2 separate regions of the Pan troglodytes genome follow, and region 2 is linked to region 1. A link is a contact called in public capture Hi-C data. All regions are on one chromosome and are shown on one strand. The core of a region is the stretch at or near the end of the contact, and the rest is flanking DNA. Distances in the headings are between cores, read along the strand shown.

Evidence for each region. Capture Hi-C pulls out chosen DNA fragments and counts their contacts.
Region 2: a contact with region 1 is called in a capture Hi-C map of stem cell-derived neural stem cells, with 5 times the contacts expected there. The contact joins two enhancer-like sites. A contact is called at or near these places in 2 of 7 Hi-C or Micro-C datasets (induced pluripotent stem cells and stem cell-derived neural progenitor cells) and 1 of 1 other capture datasets (stem cell-derived neural stem cells).

What each region holds. Positions count from the first base shown.
Region 1 is chr12:105,216,525-105,219,840 of NHGRI_mPanTro3-v2.0_pri, reverse strand. The region is part of intron 5 of VSNL1 (visinin like 1); the gene reads left to right. Among named protein-coding and RNA genes, the nearest start is that of GEN1, 98 kb to the right of the region's middle. Within about 2 kb of position 1,805, at least 2 of the 24 cell types and tissues checked have an H3K27ac peak or open chromatin away from gene starts, as enhancers often do. A contact at or near this core is called in stem cell-derived neural stem cells, where this site is marked.
Region 2 is chr12:106,107,867-106,111,182 of NHGRI_mPanTro3-v2.0_pri, reverse strand. No RefSeq gene overlaps it. Among named protein-coding and RNA genes, the nearest start is that of CYRIA, 110 kb to the left of the region's middle. Within about 2 kb of position 1,567, at least 7 of the 24 cell types and tissues checked have an H3K27ac peak or open chromatin away from gene starts, as enhancers often do. A contact at or near this core is called in stem cell-derived neural stem cells, where this site is marked.

The DNA of each region.
Region 1 (3,316 bases), core at 556-3,055:
AGGTCTCTCTATAAGCTCCCTACAGAGTAGGTTTTTCCAAGTTTTTTCTCCTCTTTGACTTCTTGTCATTTCCCCTCATTGGCCACCAAATCCCTTCCTCTCCAAAACTTTTCTCTCTAATCCTTGTCAATGCCCTTCAGCCAAAGTCCCCAAGGACATACCCACACTTACACAAGTTGACTTTATTACTGCTTGCAGTGAGGGAATCTTGGGCAATTCAGCAGGAGGGTGTTAGAAAAGACTTCTAGGATCTGGACTTTGGGAGGGTGATTTGGGGAGGGTTCGGAGAAGCAGAGGTTTACTGTGGATTGGTTACTGTCAGGGAGTGGGGACACTTCTATGATTAGATACCTAGGAGGAGGGCACACAGACCGATGCAATGCTCTAACAGGTGAAGAAGCAGTGGTCACTCACCATAGCAGGAAGCAGGGATGCTTGGTGTTTTGTGTCTGTGTTCAGACTTAATGACAGAGTGGTCTTGTTTTTGCCTTGCTCCATCATGGTCACTGGCATTTTGTGACATTGGTTATGTTTGGTGTGAGACCTGACTGTGAGGGCTGGGCCATCTCCCGGCAGCACCAAGGCCCGGTGGGCAGTCTGGGCCATTTCCTGGCTGTCAGCGGCTGCTTTTCTTTCTCTTAGTTCTTCCACGTTTCCCCCCATCAGTTCTAGCTCTTCCTTTCTTCTATTCAGAGCTTTTATGGATTGATTTCTCACCTGATTATGGGTCACATTTTCCTGCTTCGTGACACGTGTAATAATTTTTATTGGTTCCTGGACATTATGAATGTTGCATTAGAGTATATTTTGTTGTCTTCATTTATAGAGTGCTGAGATTAGTTTTGACAGGCAGGTAAGTTATATGTAAATTAGTGTGATCTTTTCGAGGCAGTTTTATAATTTTAAGCTTTTAGAGCAGATGGAGAGTAGGTTTTCTGTAGTAAGTTAGCCCAGTGACCAATTTGTGACCATTTTGGGGTTCTTACTGATTTTCTCATACATTTAGTGAGGTTTCTCTACTCTGGCTGGTGGGAACCAGCCCCGTGTGTGGTGATACTTATTCAGGTATTTAAGTGAAAGAAGACATATCAGAGTATAACTAGACAGAGAATATAAATAGAAAAGAGGTTTCCAGAGGACTGAGGTCCTGGGGCAACCTGATGTTTAGAGGTGAGGAACATGAGGCACAATCAGTAAAGGAGATGGAGAAAGAATTGTCAGAAAGGTCAAAGTAAAAAAGGAAAAGTGAGAAGTCCTGGAAGGGAAACACACTGTTTTGTGGGGAAGGAATGGAACGTGCAATCATGTCAAATGCTATTGATAGAAGAAGTAAAAGGAGAAAACTAATCATTGACAATTGGAATTGGAAACCTGGAGGCCATAGGTGAACCAGCTGAGAATAGTTTCAGAGGAGTTGGTGGCAAAATCCTAAATAGAGCAGCCCAGGATAATGGGAGTGGAAGAAGTAAAGACAGTGACTATAGAAAACTCTTGCCAGAAGCTTTGCTTTAAAAAGAAGAAGAATGGACAATAGGCTTCCTGAATGCCAAGGTATTTAGCAAGCTCTTTGCATTAAGAACTAGAATGCTCTGCAAGCCTGTGTGAGCACCAAGAGTTGTTCAGCTTATTGTTCAGACACTTCTTTGTGAACTTTTATCCTCTGTGTGCAGCCTAGTTTCCAGATAAACATTGAGGAGTCCTCCTAGGCAGATTTCTGAGGCTTTCTTTCTGCCTGGCTCCCTCTCTGGTCCTCTGCCCCGAAATTTCTGGCTGTCTTCACCTTCCTCCTCCAATTGTGGTCTCCTCCAGGCGGTGATTCAGCCCTGCTTGGGACCCTTCTCCTTGTGCTGCGGTCCAGGAAGGACTCTGGACTGAGATCATAGGGTTCATCTACTTTGTTTCCCACCTCTTAGGAATTACAGTCTTGCACTGTCAGTTGTAAAGTCTGAAAATAGCTATTTCTTTTATTTTTATCCAGTTTTCTAGTTTACAGTGAAAGGCAAGTCAGTACAGGTCCATCAGGGCTGGGGACCACAGGGGCAGTTTCACACCGAGTTCCGAGTCTGGCATGCCCGGCCTTTGTGATATGTAAGAGTCTGCATCTGAAATGGCCCTTCTTGGTTGTCGTGTTCACAGTCCCAATTGCAGGGCTGTATCATGGATATGATTAATGAGATCCTGCCATTTTCAGAGTTGCTTCCTGAGGTCCAGGAGGGACTTCTTGTGTTTACATTTCTTATTACCCTGACTTTATTAATAGTGCACTTGTTTTGCTGCCTTCATACCCACTGCCTCATGTAAGGGCTTTTGATTTCACCTTTTAAAGGCCAGGGTGAGAGTGGCAGCTTACAAGTGTACGGGCCATTTGTCTCTTTTTAAATTCCAGACAGTACACATTCCCTGCTTTTCCCTTGTGCACCACTCTGGCTACTAGACTAATCAGGACCTTGTCTACCAATTATCCACAAAATGAAATTTCGGAAAGTCTGCCTCTTTTAAAGACAACTTTCTTAAAGTATTCCATGATACATCAATACCATCTAGCTACAAAAGTAAATACGCACAAAATATTTTATCTCAGTGGACATTTTAACTTGTTAAATAAAGCACTTTCTAGTTAGTGGTTTGCTCTGATGGGCATTTCTAAAAACAACTTTATGAGTTATAATTTACAGACCATAAATTCACCCATGTTAAGTGTACAACTTAAATGATTTTTAGTAAGTGTACAGAGATATGCAACCATCACCATAATGTAAATTTAAAACATTTTTATTCCCCCAGTTAGATCCCTCATGCCCAAAGGCCCGCTCCCACCCCAGGCTCAGGCAACCAACACATCACTGTGTCTCCATGGATTTGGGTGCCTTTCTGGGCATTTGACACAAATGGAATCACATAACATGTGGCCTTACGTGTCTGGCTTCTTTATATTTTTGAGATTTATCCATGTTGTAGCATATTCATTCTCTTTTGTTGCTAAAATAGTATATATTTTTTTTACCATATAGCTATATCCTATTTGTTTACAGTTGATGAGCACTTGTGTCATTTCCACATTTTGGCTATTAATAATACTGCTATGAATGTTCTCATGCAAGTCTTTGTATAGATGGGCATTTATTTTTAAAGCACTTTGCTAAGAAAGGAAATAATTTATACTTTGGAAATTTCATATCAAGAATTAATTGTATACAATTAGTTGGCCTGGATAATTGAAATCTTCTCACTCTATTCTTTAACTTATAAACAGAGTCCCTGCTCCACAACTCTCCCTAAACTAACTTCTTGCAGAGTTCAATTTTAATGGTACAAC
Region 2 (3,316 bases), core at 318-2,817, 890 kb before region 1:
AGTGTAATGCCACAGACCTTCTCAGGGATCCTTGTGCAAGCAAGACCTATTGCCCTTGTAATGGCTGTTGCTTGCTAAGTACTGGTTACCAGCCAGGCACTGGGAGAAGCCCTTTATGTGCAGAGTCTGATCCTCTCAACCTCCTGGAAGAAAGAGATTTAGAGCTTCATTTTACAGAGAAGGTAACTAAGGCCTCAAAAGATTAATAGCAAATGACATGGAGGGGTTTCTTTCCCAGTAAAGCAAACACAGAAAGTCCCTGTGCTGCTCTTTCCCCTGTGCACAGAAGTCCAAGAAACTAAGAACTCAGAGGTAGGCAAGTTCAGGTTCCATATCCTCCAGGAGTTCTGTATCTGGTGAGAGGGAGAGAGACAGCCACACAGAGAAAGTCTATTTTCAGGCAGCTTGGAATATGTGTTGAGACAAAAATATGGATAACTTGCCAAGGGGGAACTTCATTCAGTACCTACAAGTTTCCATGGAATTTTTTGTTGTCTTATTTTTGCTTTTGCTATTAGAGAAAAACACTGGTTCCCAACTCCTCATGTGAAATTTTCCAGATTAGTAATTTTTACTTGGGATCAAGCTGAATGCAGAGTCTGCTTCAGTGGGTTGGGAATGGAACCTGGGACTCTGAATTTCTAATCACCTGTCATGTGATGCGGATGCTGTGGGTTCAGGGACCCCAATTTGAATAGGAAGAGGTGAGAGAAGTGAATGGCCCAAGGTCTGGCTCATGACTCATGAGCTAAGAATGTTTTTTTTGTGTGTGTGTGTGGTTGTTTTCAAACTATTTTTAAAGGGCTGTGGGGGAAAAGAAACAAGACTATGCAACACATGATATGTGGCCCACAAAACTTATAATATTTACTATCCGATCCTTTACAGAAAAAGTTTGCAGACCCCTGGGCTAAAGTAAAACTGTTGACCTCTTAATAAACTCCATTGGAAGAGCAAGTTCTTTTTAATGGTGAGTTTGGAAGAAAGCAAGGCATGCTCAACTCTACCCTTTCTCTGGGATTTCCTGCCTGCAGGGAGCACAGATTCTGGGAGCCTCTTGGTAAGAGTCTCTGTGGAGCCAGGGAGGGGCCTGCGGTCTCCAGTGTTACACTGATGGCATCAGTCTGTCTAGTGATGTATTCAGGAGTCCACATTTCAGTAGACTTAGGTCAAACTCTTCAAACCACCTTATCAATAAAAAGGTTTCTATCTGCTTGATTCTTATTTCTGTATCTTAGTGATTCAGAGATTGAGTTGGAAGGGGAGGACGAGTGCTCCTTTAGAGCCTCCCAAGCCCCAGTCTTTCCTGTTGCCTTCAGGCATTTGTTCTGTGTGTCTGTGTCCTTGTTGGACCCTAGGGCAAGGCTTGCATTCTGGGTCTGACTGACAGATACGTCTTCACGCGTGGCTGCAGACCCACCATCGCATGCTACCAAATAACTCCTGTGTCAGACCATGCCAGTGGCTGACTGTCATATCAGAGGGCTCATTGCCAGTCAGAGTTAGATCTCTGAGCTAGGAAGCTGATGTGCATCCTGGGCGCAGGCAGGCCTTCCCCGGTCTGCAGTCTTCCACATGCTATCTCTGTATGCTCCTCTGGGGAGCAGCCGTCAGCTGCTTTGCAACAGCGGGGCCAGAATCAAGGGAAAGTGGGCCTGATTTCACAAAAGCCGCAGCCATATATTTTTTACTCTTCGAGGTGTAACCATGGTAATGAGATCAGAAGAAGAAAAACCCTCAAATGCACATGGCAGTTTGGGGTACTGGAGAAGGGTTTAATTTTAGAACCAGAGCCTTGCTTCATGGAACAAAGAGCAGTGGAACGGGGCTTGCCACAGAGCTTCCACAGCTGCCTCTCCTTCCAGGACTGCACAGCCTGTCTGATAGCAGGCAATTTTTGTGTTCATCAGTTGTGGAATTTGTTTGGCTTGTGACATTCGTCTACTGCTGCAGCTATTGTGACAAGGGTGCGCCATTAGAAAGTCATTCTGTTGTGGCAATTTTCAGGAGTATCAACTGAGCAACAAAATAACCGAACTCACGAAAATGCAGCTGTTCTAATCATTCCATATTTAAACGAGGCAATTTATTTGCTTTCATAATTCTTACCACAAACTCTATAGGGGAGATACCAGGATTATCCCCATTTGACAGACGAGGAAATTGAAGTGCATAGGTTGTGCAAGATGCCCTATGCCCTGAGGTCCCAGGATGAGGAAATGATGTTGTCGGTATTTGATCCAAGCAATCTGGCTGAGAGCCTGTACTCTTAACCATTGCATGGCCATCACAATCCAGCATCAGTTATGCAAGCTGCGGGCAGGGCCACCTGGGGAAAACAGGATCCTTGGCAGGGATGTAGGAAGCTGCAACTTAAGAATTTTCAGTCATTGCCATTGTCCGTGCATCTGGAAGGGCTAATCTCTGCTCTCATAAAAGGCAAGGCTCTTGGTTATAATTTCCAAGTATGAATATATGTCCTCCCAAGGTTTCAGGGCTGGAGGAGAGGGAGCAAGAAGGGATCTTTAAACCCTGCCAGGGGTAGGGAGTGAGTGTAAAATCAGTGTCAAGTCTATAAAAACAAGTTTCCAGGATGTATAAACAGCTTCTAAATGTGCATACATGTTAATCCACTAATTCAATTTCTAAGATTCATCCGAAGGGAATACTAAAAGCATAAGAAGTTTTTTCTTTTTTCTCTTGAACAGTATACACATCACAGCTTTATAGCAGAAAATTTTCAAAAGAGCCTATGTAGTCAACTTTTGGGGATTGATCAAGTAAATAAGTAAATCTATTAAGTAGAATAAAAATAGCTAAAATATTATTTTTGAGAAATTTTAGTAACATAAAGAAATATTTGTGATATAATTCTGTGTGAAAAAATCAGGGAGCAAAATTAGGCCACATGCAGTGGCTCACTCCTGTAATCCCAGCAAGCACTTTGAGGATTGTGCCTTGAGCCCAGGAGTTTGAGATCAGTCCGGGCAACATAGCAAGACTCCATCTCTACAAAAAGTAAAAACTTAGACAGCCATGGTGGTGCACACCTGTGGTCCTAGCTACTTGGGAAACTGAGGCAGGAGGATTGCTTGAGCCCAGGAGTTTAAGATTACAGTGAGCATGATCGCACCATCACACTCCAGCCTGGGTGACAGAGTGAGACTCTGTCTCTAAAACAATAACATCAACTACAAAAATTATATGCAGCATGAACTCACAAATTTGTGGAAAGATCTCTTTATATATGTGATTGAGAAAATGATCAGAATATTTCAGAAAGATAGAATTTGGAGACATTTTAATTTTCTTCTTT